Linked DNA regions of Mus musculus: regions 1 and 2 are each linked to region 3. Evidence: chromatin contacts called from public HiChIP or PLAC-seq data. All regions are on one chromosome and are shown on one strand. The core of a region is the stretch at or near the end of the contact, and the rest is flanking DNA. Distances in the headings are between cores, read along the strand shown.

What was found. HiChIP or PLAC-seq counts read pairs in DNA pulled down with a chosen protein or histone mark.
Region 1: an H3K27ac HiChIP or PLAC-seq map of embryonic stem cells shows a contact between it and region 3, with 5 times the contacts expected there. The contact joins the promoter of B230307C23Rik here to the promoter of Sh3bgr in region 3. A contact is called at or near these places in 1 of 39 promoter capture datasets (embryonic stem cells) and 1 of 115 datasets of contacts at active chromatin or transcription factors (embryonic stem cells).
Region 2: a contact with region 3 is called in an H3K27ac HiChIP or PLAC-seq map of bone marrow-derived dendritic cells, with 7 times the contacts expected there. The contact joins the promoter of Kcnj6 here to the promoter of Sh3bgr in region 3. A contact is called at or near these places in 2 of 115 datasets of contacts at active chromatin or transcription factors (astrocytes and bone marrow-derived dendritic cells).

The regions. Positions count from the first base shown.
Region 1 is chr16:97,995,413-97,999,605 of GRCm38.p6, forward strand. It overlaps B230307C23Rik (RIKEN cDNA B230307C23 gene), which reads left to right and starts at 1,924. Exons shown (of 4, transcript NM_001362093.2): 1 at 1,924-2,024. The coding sequence starts at 2,022. C030010L15Rik (a long non-coding RNA gene) reads right to left here. Exons shown (of 5, transcript XR_001781957.2): 3 at 2,285-2,375; 4 at 1,514-2,039.
Region 2 is chr16:94,995,354-94,999,694 of GRCm38.p6, forward strand. It overlaps Kcnj6 (potassium inwardly-rectifying channel, subfamily J, member 6), which reads right to left and starts at 2,343. Exons shown (of 4, transcript NM_010606.2): 1 at 1,834-2,343. Gm31407 (a long non-coding RNA gene) reads left to right here and starts at 2,875. Exons shown (of 2, transcript XR_385080.4): 1 at 2,875-3,371.
Region 3 is chr16:96,198,361-96,202,153 of GRCm38.p6, forward strand. Sh3bgr (SH3-binding domain glutamic acid-rich protein) reads left to right here and starts at 2,110. Exons shown (of 8, transcript NM_015825.2): 1 at 2,110-2,388. The coding sequence starts at 2,344.

The DNA of each region.
Region 1 (4,193 bases), core at 674-3,173, 1.8 Mb after region 3:
CTATAACTATATAAGATTTTATCACTGCACACACAAAAGATTAATTGAGAGAAATCTCTTTAATGGCAGCATGTATTTAGCTCTGGCTAATGCTCAAAGAAGATCCAGCTGGGAATAGATTTTAATTTCCACCTATGCTGTCACCCTTAAGCCCCTTTTAGGTTCAGGTCCCAGGTTAATTTTTGAACAATTTAAATATGGACTGGAGACTGCATGTCTAACCAATTAGACAGACACACAGCAAATATAGTCCCAGAATTACTTCTTAAGTACACCAGTGTCCTGAAACAACATCAGTGACAGGTTCCTAAGTACAAAGTCCCAGAGGATGAAAAAGACATGAAAAGTAGAAGGCAGAAAGTTACAAAAGCTGGGGTGGGGAGGCCTTGCAGAAGCCTCTGTGTATGAATGTTTAGCTTCCCAGTGAGGAAGATGTGTTGGCTAACCATAGTGCTCCACTGGGTTTGTTATCTGGTTCCTGTTTGCCTTCCAGGGTTCACATACTTACCAGCTGAAAAGTAGCTGCAGTTTACCTAAGCCCAGCATGAAGGACTCAACCCAAGTGAAATTAGAGTATTTGGGGGTTTATTTGGGGGTAGCTCTCTAGTGGATTCAGTGATCCCAAGGAACCAGAGAGTTCACTAGTCCCAAGGAGGTCAGAGAAGTTATGGGATGGGAGTATAAGGAGCAGAGGTGGGGAGAAGGAGCTAGCAAGGCATGCAGGGGGGAGGGAGATGGAGAGGGAAGTGGAGGGAGGAGGGGGAAGGGCAGGAGAAGGAGGAAGGAGGAGGCAGAGAGAGAGAGAGAGAGAGAGAGAGAGAGAGAGAATGAAACAGAGAGACAAAGAGTACAAACTGTCAGGATTATATAGGAAGATCTTCTGGAGACAGGAAAGCTCAGGGTACAAGGTGGGGTCTGCCAACTTTGCTATGTAACAGGTGGAGACTGAGGAGAGCTGGGAGAACCTGGAGGTTCAGCTGTAACCTTCCCAGCCTTGAGCAGGCTAAGCAGACCTTGAACATTCATCTTGACAGGCCTTATCAAGCTGGATAGAGACATGTGTCTTGGCTGCAGTTGCAGGTTCCCATGGGAACTTAGCTGTTTTGGCTGCCTGTGCTGACCTTGTTCTACAACATATTCCAGCTAAAGAAGGGGATGGGTTTTGTGGTTTTTCCCTTTATAAACGTAAAGCCTATTATTAAACTTTGAGTCTTGATCAGAATCTTTGTCTTGACTTCATTCTTCTCTCGCGTACCCCCCACCCCCATCTTTTCATTTCCAGCACCCCTTTCAGGTAAACTCAGTTCTCCCGCGGCTGCTGGATGGCTCCACCCAGCCAGCTTTGGTGTGTTAAATATATGCAGATCAGAAGCTGGTCCCGGGTCTGAATCCCAACCGCAACAAAACTATTGTTTCCCCAAATCTCTTTTTAATCGTTAATATCCTGGGCACCCTTCCGCTTGTAGGACAGATTGATAACTCCACTGCAAGTTGAGCTATGCAAGCTAACTACCTTGATTCCAGGAGGAAGGCAAACAGTCTACTGAGTGAGGAAAGCTCAGGCTGAAAAGTCAAGGACTTGCTGAGCACGGGGTCAACTGTTCACATAGGGGAGGAGCAAGCGGCTGAGCAGTGATAGGTGCAGTGGTGGTTCCTCCCTGGGGCTGTGCGGGGAGACAGAAGGGTAGGCTATTGGAGGACCGGCACAAGTATTACAGAAATGAAAATCCCTGTAGATCTGGAAAAGGTCGTCCCTGGATTTGAAGCTTGGTCTGAGAACTTCTACACTGTGTGGCTTCAGCACACTCTAACTCTAAGGGAGGTGCTCGACTCACTCAAGACTTACTGGCCAATCAGAGCCTCCAGGCAGACCTGCGTGTCAGAAGAGAAGGCGGGTTTTCCGGGTGCGGTGGTGTCGGTTTCGCTTCCTGGTTGAGTGCTTGAATGGTTCTGTGTGCCGTGCTCCGTTTCCTGCGGTTGGATGCTGTGGATTGTGCACAGGCAAGCTCCGAAGTTGCGACATGGTAAGCACAGGGTCACTGCCAACAATGGGGAGAAGCAGGGGTCTCAGCAGCGCGAGCTGGTGTGGTGGGGCTTTCACAGGACTGAATGGGAATCGGCGGCCACGTGTGAGGTCCTAGCCACTTGGGGGACCCAGCTGTAGCCTCTGAATAACTTCACTGTGGGGGCTGCATCTGTGCAGAGCATTTGGCCTGTGTGTAGAAAGATCTTTGGCATGATCCCAAACTCAGAGAGTACTAGTTTCTGCAAGTTCTGTTCTTACCATTTGCCATTAAGGTGGACAATCCATTGGAGTTAATTTTGTGGAGGTTGTAAAAGACATCTCATGTGCTGGGTAGCAATCCAATATCAAGCTGTGATGTAAAAGTGCAGGATTAATGATCTAAAGGATTTACTAAAGCTTAGGAGATAGTAAGGCACTCCAAGTAGAATTTATCTGAGGGTGGACTGCATGTAAAACATCCCACAGATAGGTAATGTGCTAACTAGGGCTGTTAGAGATTAGGTTGCTAGGATACACAAGTTAATTCACCCGGATTGTCCAGAAATTGGGCACCAAACCATAACAAAGGAAACAAACTTGATTTACTACCATCCACTAGGTTCATCTTCATATCAAAGAGCAGGCCTCTAACAGGCTGGTCTATGGGGCCTTACAGGATCACAATCTACAGTAAGGCCTGGTGTGGCATAAAGGTTCAGTTTTCTTCTTGAGAAAAGCATAGTTCTGCCACATGGGTGAGATGATGCCTAGTGACAACCATGTGAGAAGGTAAAAAAGAAAACAAAACAAAACACTGTTGTATTGAGTGCTAAGTTACACTTTCCCTGAGGTTTCCATATATGGAGAATGACATAGCTCCTCATGAAACCCAGGAACATGCTTGGCAGAGCCAGTCACAGCTTGGGGCCTAGGCCTTGGGAGCTTTCCCTGAGGCTCTGGGTATAGAGATAAAACAGAGCTTCTTCTCTAAGACCTGGAATATGCTTGGGAGAGCTGGTAATAGTCTGGGGCCAGGGCCTTTGGGAGGGGTTGCTTCAGATTCTGAGAGCACAACTCTTCCCACCGTACGGGGTTGTGGTTATCAGTCCCAAGGCCATGAGAGACTTGGTCAGAAATTTTTTCAGATACACTGAGTTTCCCCTTGTGCAGCAACTATTTGATTAGACTTCTCCTGAGTGTGTCCCATTGTATGATGCTTCTGCTGACTTCATAGTTTCTTCATCTTTCTCCTGACTTCATAGATGTCTCCCATCTCCTTCCTTTCCCTCATGTCAATCGTGTACAAGATGGTATTCTTTAGAAGCTTACTTAGCATGAGCCATAGCTTGTGTAAGTCCTCCCCACCCCAGCTTTTTTACTTTCTACCTTTTCCTTTTCCAGTGTTTTTCATCATCTGGAGCCTTCCACTCAGGACACTCTCACTAACCTGCTGTGTTAGGGCACTGGTGTACTTAAGAAATGATCCCGGGGTTATATTTGCTGTGTAAATTTCCCATCTGTCTAAGTGGCTAGACTTGCAGTCTCCAGTCTATATTTAAATTGTTCAGAACTTAACCTGGAACCTGAATCTAAAAGAGACTTAAGGGTGGCAGCATATGTGGAATGCAAAATCCATCCTCGTCTGGCTCCTCTTTAGTATTAACCAGTGTAGCTGGTCTTTACTACTTTATGGTTTCTTCTTTTAACACACACTTAATCCCCTCCCCCCCCCCAACTCCAACCCCCTCCTCTTTCACCCCCTAACACCAGATAGGACAGAAACAAGGATGGAGGAGAAAGAGATCCTTGAATCTAGTTTCTTTTTTTGTACTGGCCCCTCACCTCCCCACCCCCAGCATGAGTCAGTCTCTGATGCAGGGAGCAAGGATTAAAGATAGGAAAGGCAGAAAGAAGATGCAAAGCCAATAGTTAGATTTGGGAGGACTGCTGGTTAATACTGCAGCAGCAGCAGCGAGAGCCTTGAGTTTATTTTTCATAGTCTTTTTATACCCACACAGTACTGTAGAATGCAAAGCTACAAGCTAACAGAAACAATTTCCTGAAATATACACAGAATATCTGTTCTTATCCAAAGGTACCTCCCTTGAACCTCAGGAGTACCTCCTCTTATAGTTCCATGTCTCATTAGGCTGGGAAATCTGCCAACAGACCCTGACCCGCCTTGACT
Region 2 (4,341 bases), core at 1,093-3,592, 1.2 Mb before region 3:
TCACTCGAGCACACGTGTGTGTGTGTGTGTGTGTGTGTGTGTGTGTGTGTGTGTGTGTGTCACACACGCGCTTGTGCGTGCGTGTTTCCTTTCCTCGAGGAGGGATATTTTCTATGTTCTCAGGTCAGCTTTGATCTTTTGCGGTTTCAGTGTTTATTTTGAGCAGTTACTCTGATGCACCATCATGCATGAAATGGTTGATTTGCTAACTCCTGTGTGCCACATAATTCCATGGATAATCTGACACCCGAATTCAGCACGAACAGGGAATTTGATAGATAGAGATTGCCTTCCCAAGACCACAAGATCTAGAGTTTGCTAGGGGCAGCCATCCTATCAGGGACATGAACTCGCTGCACCTTGCTCTGGCCTTGGTGCTGAAACCAGAACCTGCTCAGAATGGCATCTACGGAAACTTTGCCATGTTGGAGGAGAGCCTGACAGGATATAAGTGCCCTCTCGTGGATCACTCTTAGGGAGCTGGACCCAGCTGATACCCTAGGATACCCTTAGGGCACACGGTGGGCATTTTTTTGCCTGGAGCCAAGAAAGTTTTGTCCAACGGTTTTTCCTGTCGCTGGAGCTGCTATGTCTCCTCCCACCTGGGTCGCCATGGAGACTCAGCGCCTTCCTTCTCCAGGCAAAATGGGCGAAGCTTAGTTAGCTCAGCCCTGATTGTAGCAAGCCCACTTTCTCGGACATTGTCCTTCTCCATTTTTATTTATTTATTTATTTTTTACCAAAAGAAAGCTAGCCAGGGCATTAGTGCTTGAACGGAAGTGCATAGCACACGGTACCTGAGAGCTCCCCAGGACCCGGAGACTTTGGAGAAAGCAGTTGGGAGCACACTGAAGCTATAATGAATTGCAAACTCCCAGACACTGGAGGGTTCCCCCCTCTCAGTCCTCTCCTTTTGGGGGAAGTAGAGGTGAAGAAGGGGTTGTTTGGAAAATTCTGTTATTTCCTTTTCAATAAGCTCAGGTTGTTTCTGTGACCTTTTCTATGTAGATCTGTTCCCCCTCTAATATTCTCTCCATATTGAACCCTGTATATATACCTGTGGATCCACCCAGGGCTTATTAGGCGTGGGGAATAAGAATACCATTTCAGTTAAAAAACTAACCCAAGCTTAACGTCTTGATACAAATGAACACATATCCAGAGAGAAGCTAAGTTAGCAGATTCATCTAGCCCCTAAATGCCATAAACACTTCGTGTGACCCTGGTGTTCCCTGCTTTCAGTTAGTTTACTTAGTCCTTGTCTTTCATCAGCACGGCACATCTCGGGTTTACTGATGAAGACTATGAGAAGTCCTCCCCTGTCTCAGGTTCATTTCGCCCTTCTGCTCACTTTTCCTCCTTCGCATCCTCTCCTCTTTATGCCCAAACAGAACAAGGCTACCGCTTTCCACCAAGACAATGGGCTTTTCCTAACTCTCCCTGCCTACCCCACCAGCCGCCCCTGCCTGCGGGATCATCTGTATGTTTGATCTTCACTAGAGGTGCTGGAGCAAGGTCCACAGTAACTGACCCATTCTCTAGCGCCCAGGGCAGGCAGACCCCTCCTCCCGCCACCCACCCAGGCGAGTTTTTAAGCAGCTAATGAAAACCCTATGAGACACATTTCCTTTTGGTTATGTAACCAAAGGCAGCTTTTCCTGCCTCTGGTGGACTTCAGCATCATGTCTCCGCTGAGTAGGGAATGCAAGCAGCCACAGTGGGGCTGGGGACCTGGCAGCCAGGACCCGAAGGCTCGAGGATCCTAGGACACGGAACATCTGTCTGGGATCCATGCCAGCTCCTCGCTTTCAGCAACTCAAACGCACTGCTTACCTTGTAGTGGACAGGGTAGGTTCACTCCATCCTGATCGCCTCTCTCGGAACGGAGCAAGATTCAATAATTCACTCCACGGTGAATGGCGAGGGAAGAAAATACAAGAAAAGGAGGAAACAGACCAACTGGAAGCAGATGGTCCAATTTCACATCAGCCCCGGCAGGCTTTCAGGAGACTCCATTCTGCTGCTAGCGGTTGGGTCCAGCTCCTGCTCCAGCTCCGACTCGCCGGTTCCCGCGGATCCCCACCCTCGGCCCGCCCAACCTCTCCAGCCAGGTGCTGCCGTCTGGTGACTGGCTCCCTCTGGCTGGAGGGCTGGGCGCTGGGGCCACCGCGGGGCAGAGGAGTGCGCGTGTGGGCAGGGACTGAGGAGGAAGCCCGGTTGCGAGGAAACTGGGGGACAGCCTTGAGTGGCAGAGGGAATAAATCCTCGTTTAGGAGCAAAGTGATAGACCTTGCAGGGAGACGTCATGAAAGCCGCAGATTCAACGAATGCTACTCGGTTCCAGCCCCACGGGCTGAGCCGCGCTGTCAGCGCACGAAGCGACGCGTCTCTGGATAAAAGCGGGCGCAGCGCCGCGCGCTGGAGAACCGAGGCGACACAGTGATCAGCTTCGCGGCGAGGCGGAAGAGATGGAGCCGGACCCTAGCTGCCCACCCTTCGCCCAGCCTCTTGTTCTTTTTAACCTGCAGTGGACTCAGGCGCTAAAACAGGGGAGCGCCACCGAGAAATAGGGGTTTCTAGTGCTGGGCGTGAGGAGTCTTTGGGTCTTAGATGCACAGGAACCTTCCATTCCCTCATGTCACTTAAGTCCTAAACTTGAGGATCAGTTTATGCCTACTTGTTATAGCTTCTCTTTTAGCTTTGACGAAAATTGAAAAGTGGGGTTTCTTCACTGCCATCCATTGGGCTGAAATAGATCACACGTGGCCAGCACAGCCCAGAGAGGCCTTAGCCAGCAAGAGGGGCCTGAGGGTGGGGGTGAGGGGGGGGGCCTGCAGCCCAAGACTTTGCTCACACAGATCTAAGAGCAAGTCTGTGCTGTGCTTTCTCTATCCTATCCACCACTCCAGGGACGTAGTGCCAGCTGCTGCCCCCACCCCTACTTTGGTTAAGCTTTCTGAGCTTTCTGAGTATAATCTCAACTGCCTGTAAACACACACACCCCTCGGACAGCCACCTAGTTTGGATTTAACCTGCTTTTGCATGGTTCTTTCAGGGGGCATCCCACAGTACAACCTGACTTTCTTTTACGGTCATTTTGCAAGCAGTAGCTCATTTCCAAAGCCTTCTCGCATCTAGCTTCCACCCAAGTACAGACCTGTTTATGCATTTTTAACCCAAGGAGAAATAGTTTCGCAAGGGTCTGTAAAAGTAATTGACACCACTGGCTGATAATTCTATAATGGCCCTATTAACCACGGGGTATTCTGTTTACTTCACAGCTCAAGAAGGTGACCCTTTCTGATGAAGGGATTCATCGAGATCTGCTCTTAGCAGTGAATGATATTTTATTCTAAACTCGCGCTCTAAAAGTAGGTGTGCATGCATGTTCATGCATGCGTGTGTTGTGTGTGTGTGTGTGTGTGTGTGTGTGTGTGTGTGTGTACCCACAGAGTATAGAAGAAAGCATCATATTACCCAAAGCATGAGTTACAGGGAATTATAAGCTGGGTAGTGTGGGTGCTGGAGTAGAATCTGGGTCCTCTGTAAGAGCAATGCAGGCCCTTAAGCTCTAAGTCATCTCAGCCCCTATTTGTATCTTTTAATGTCTCTCAGGAAGACTGTCTGCTTTCTGAGCCAACTTTGCTACAGAAAGGTGTTTACCTCAGTTTGCATCAACAGCTGGGCCCTCCTTACCCACACAGGCTACGAGTTTGTATTTGTTGATGATTTTCCCCGAGGGACTGTGATCTCAGTTGCTCGTGCCTCAGCTTTTGTGTGGCATTCAGAGGCATTACTATGCACAACATGTGATCTTATGCTACATAAGTCTGCTGGGCTTAGCAATTGTGTCAGAAATGAAGACAAAGCAAGGCCCTGGCAGAACAATGCCCTAGGGGCCTAGGGGTGTTAGCCCTGGAACATTAGATCAGTTCTCAGCACTACTGTGTAAAGAGTGCTTTATTTAATCTGCAAAGTGGGCATGGCTAGTATATATTTCCATCAGAATTTCCAAAGTGTCTTTCTCACAGGGCACTTGAAATTAGACAGTGGAGATATGTTCTATCTCCATTAACCCCCCAGAACCCCCAGCATGAAACTGCAGCTAGGGTTGTGTGTGGTCCTCTGAGCTTCAAGAATAGTACACAACTGTGCTTTGAATGGGACAGGTCACATTTAATTGGCATGGGGTTCTGTGAGGCCATCTGAATTCATCTATTCCCTGGAGCTCGGACAATGAGATCTGCCTGAGTGTATCAGTTGTGCTCAGGGGCTGCAGGATGCTGCCCCTCAGAGCCCTCAGGGACCCACCTCTCAAACTCCTGAAGCACATTGCACTTG
Region 3 (3,793 bases), core at 860-3,359:
ATAAAGATTGGAGTACAGTTTTCATCCAGAATGAGTGAGTTCTTTCTGCACCGGTGCTTGGTCGTTTGCTCCATATTCATATTTAAGTATGGATGTGTGTATGTGTGTATGTGTGTGTGTGTGTAGGTATATGTGATTGTGAGAATGTATGTAAGCTGGGCCCAGCTGGGTTTGAATGAAAATGAATAAATGAACATGAATGAAGCTGAATATGAATTTATGTGAGATTATACATATTTGCTTATGTAAAAGTTTTTCCTTCTGAGAGTGTTATTCTCTTCTCCTGGTTCAATAGAAGTTTATTGCTCCAAACATCCCCCTAGTCTGACAAGCAAGAGGCATCTGGACAATAGGGAGAAGGCTCCAGCAATTAATCCTTTACTTAATCACCTGCTGTTTTAGGATGAGGTTCTATGTGCTAGAGACGGAAGTTTCTGGCCTCAGAGGATCAGAGGCAGGTCAGCTACAACTGTAACTCAGACTTAGATAAGTAAACTTTTTATTATACAGCAACCTTTAATTTTTTGTAAGACAAAGCCTTACCCCAGAAACTCATAAGACAAAGTCTTACCCTCCACCTATGCTCTTCCCCCTCTGCTGCCTCAAGAAGAACCAACAAGAAAGAAGAAACAGCCCACAGCCTACGCTATGTGTGTTTATGTGTGTCTGTCTCTGTGTGTGAGTGTGTTTGTGTATTTTTTTCCTTCCGCCATATGTATATATGTGTGTGCATGTGTGTCTGAGTGTATGTGTGTGTATATATGTACATGGGTGTGTCTGTATGTCTTTGTGTATTTGTGTGTATGTCTGTATTTGTGTGTGTGAACATGTGTGTGTATATTCGTGCGTGTGCATATGTGTATTCATGTATATGTATGTATGTATATATATATATGTGTGTGTGTGTGTGTGTGTGTGTGCATGTGGCTGTGTGTATTAGTATGCCTGTGTTTTTACTGTGTGTATACATATGTATGTGTGTGCATGTGTCTGAGTGTATGTGTGTGTATTGTATTTGTGTGCATGTGTGTGTCTTTGTGTATTCATGTGTATATATGTGTGTGCATGTGATTGTGTATGTGTGTATTTGTGTGTGTGCATGTATGTATGTGCATATTTATGTGTATATGTGTGTGCATGTGTCTCTGTATGAGTGTGCATGTTTTTTTATTGTGTGCATATGTGTGCACACATGTGTGTTTATGTGTGTCTGTCTCTGTGTGTGAGTGTGTTTGTGTATTTTTTTCCTTCCGCCATAAAGTTCTAGGGTATATATGTGTGCATGTGTGTCTCTGTGTGTGTGTTGTGTGTATATGTGTGCACACATATGTGTGTCTGTGTGTCTGAGTGTGTATGTGTGATTTGCTTTTTTTCCTTTCACTATGAAGTTCTAGGGATGAAACTCAGGAAGGTGTTCGGGCTTGCAGGCCGTTATCCAGTGAGCCACCTCATGGGTCCTTGACCTTGCTTTGAAACCCATCAGCAGAGTCTGGGCTGCTAACATTTGGGCTTTTTTTTTTTTTTTTTTTTTTTACTAGTTTTGTACTCTGATTTTTTTTAAATGCAGTTCAAATCACCTGTATAAATAAGATGCTTTAGAGCTTGTTATAAACATCCCCATCTCCCAAAGCCTTTAAAATAGGGAGATTATTTCTAGATACAGTCATCGGCAGCCACCAGCTCTGAAGTGTCAGTGAAGTTTTACAGCACCCAACAGCTGGTGGAAGGAGAAAGCAGGAAACAGGCCACTCACAGAGGAATCTCCATCCTGTGACAGTTCGTTGGGTTTTTAAATAACCCTCTAGAAAACTTTAAATCAGGAAGCCGCGCTTCATTTAAGTGGCCAGTGCGGCTGTTTCAGTCTTCACAGTTCTGTGGTCTGTCCAAGGCCTGGTGAATCCAGCCTGGTTCTGGATAAGGTGACTTTTTCTGGGCTTTTCCCTAGGCTCTGGACAACTCGCTTCTTTTCCACACCCCACAGTTTCCAGAGCCCCGCCTCTTCTGCCCTAGGCACCTCTCCATGGGTCTGTGATTGGTGCGCTCCCGAGCTCTCAGCCTGGCCTTTTAGGGACTGTTGTTAGGCCTTTAAAGTGATAAGGGAAAGGGTCCAGTGGCTGCTTTTATCAGCCAATCGTTTTCCTGACATCCCAAACGGAGGGGGAAGCCCGGGATGCCTCCCCGTTGCTCTTTAGCCTCTTGGTTGGAGGGGAGGGCTGGGAGCAGAGGCTTGGATCACCGCCAGCCCTGACCTGGCACCTGCTCCCCCGGGCGTCACTGCGGGATTTGTCCAGCGACTTCCCTAGCAGGGGTGTGTTAGGGGGAGTCCTCTTTCCGACTGTCGAAATGGTTATCAAAGTGTTTGTTGCCACATCTTCTGGGTCCATAGCGGTAGGTGTCTGGGGCTCTGTGGGCTTTCTTCCTATGTGTTTTTCTGGATAACTCCTGGTTGGAGGCAGAAGGAGTGGGTATGCCCCGGCTTTTGGCCTTGAATGCTGTTTTTGTTTTTGTGTGGGAGTCAACTGCACACTGCGGTGAGCATGAGCGCCCTGCGCTTTTTTGCCTCTGTCTTCGTGATGTTGGAAAAAGTATGTGAGTGTGTAATCTGGCAGGTTGGCGTGAAAGGTGACTGGACGGGGGGAGTGTTTCATGCTCCTTTTAACCGGTGTTTTGTGCGCTGTTGGTAGTGCTGTGTAGTTTTAGCCATTTGGAATTTTTAGTGCTTTATCATTCATTCTGTAAGACGCAGGCTAAATCTTGGAGACAGATGACGGGTCAGGGAGAGATGAATCAGATCGTCCAAACGACCTCGGGGCACAATTACTCCTATATTTGAAATAGCTGGAAACATTAGAAGATAGTAGGTATGAGCTTATTATTTGTAGAAAATGATGTCACAATGACAGCAGCAAACCCATCTGAGGCCCACAGTTTTAAATGCTCTCCTATGTGAGGGCACCTAGAGTGTGAGCTAAAAGCCCAGCTCCATATGGCTTAGCTCGGATTGCTTGAGACCACCCACTCTCTGATTCCAGCCTGCATTTATGTAGACCCGCTGGTAGAAGAAATAAGAGCAATTTAGAGACTCAGTTCTAGGTCTAGGAATGAATTGTAGGAGACTGGCTTCAGGTGGACTCTAGTGTCTGTCTTGTGAAGGTTCTAGTCAGTACTTAGCAGAAATGAGGAAGGCTGTGGGAAGAAAACAGTCTATTAATTCCAAGAGTTAGAGACCAGAGAGGGGGCTGTTTCCTTTAATAGCTGTTCCGAAGGGTCTCAGGTTGCGGCTGGAATTCTGACAGTCACTCCGCAGAGATGTTTCCAGGCCCTGGCTAAGTACCAGCCCCAACCACAATTTGCTGAAGGCCACTACACCCAACCGCGGACAATCAGGAGGATCTTCAGAGAAGGCAGGCAGAAAATAAAAGAGTTTGGCAACCCCACCCACTCGTCCAGGATGGTTTCTGTGGTTCTATTTGTTGTGTAGTATGTAGACTAACTCAGACTTGGAAATTATGACATCATGTGGCCCTGAACTGATCGATGCCCTGGACTAGGAGAAAAAGAGGAGCACACAGCTCGAGTGGAGAATTCCAATCACAGAGATTGAGAACACAGAACTTCCGTGGCTGTTGATGGGTTTACATAAGGAGCACACCCATGTTTCTTCAGTGCTGGCTGGGTTCACACCTGGGGCCTCACCCTTGCTGTGTAAGCATGTTAACTTACCACTGTGCTGCATCCTGGGAGTTCGCGCTTGGGTCTTTTAGATTGGAAATAAATTTTCAAGGATAGGTGA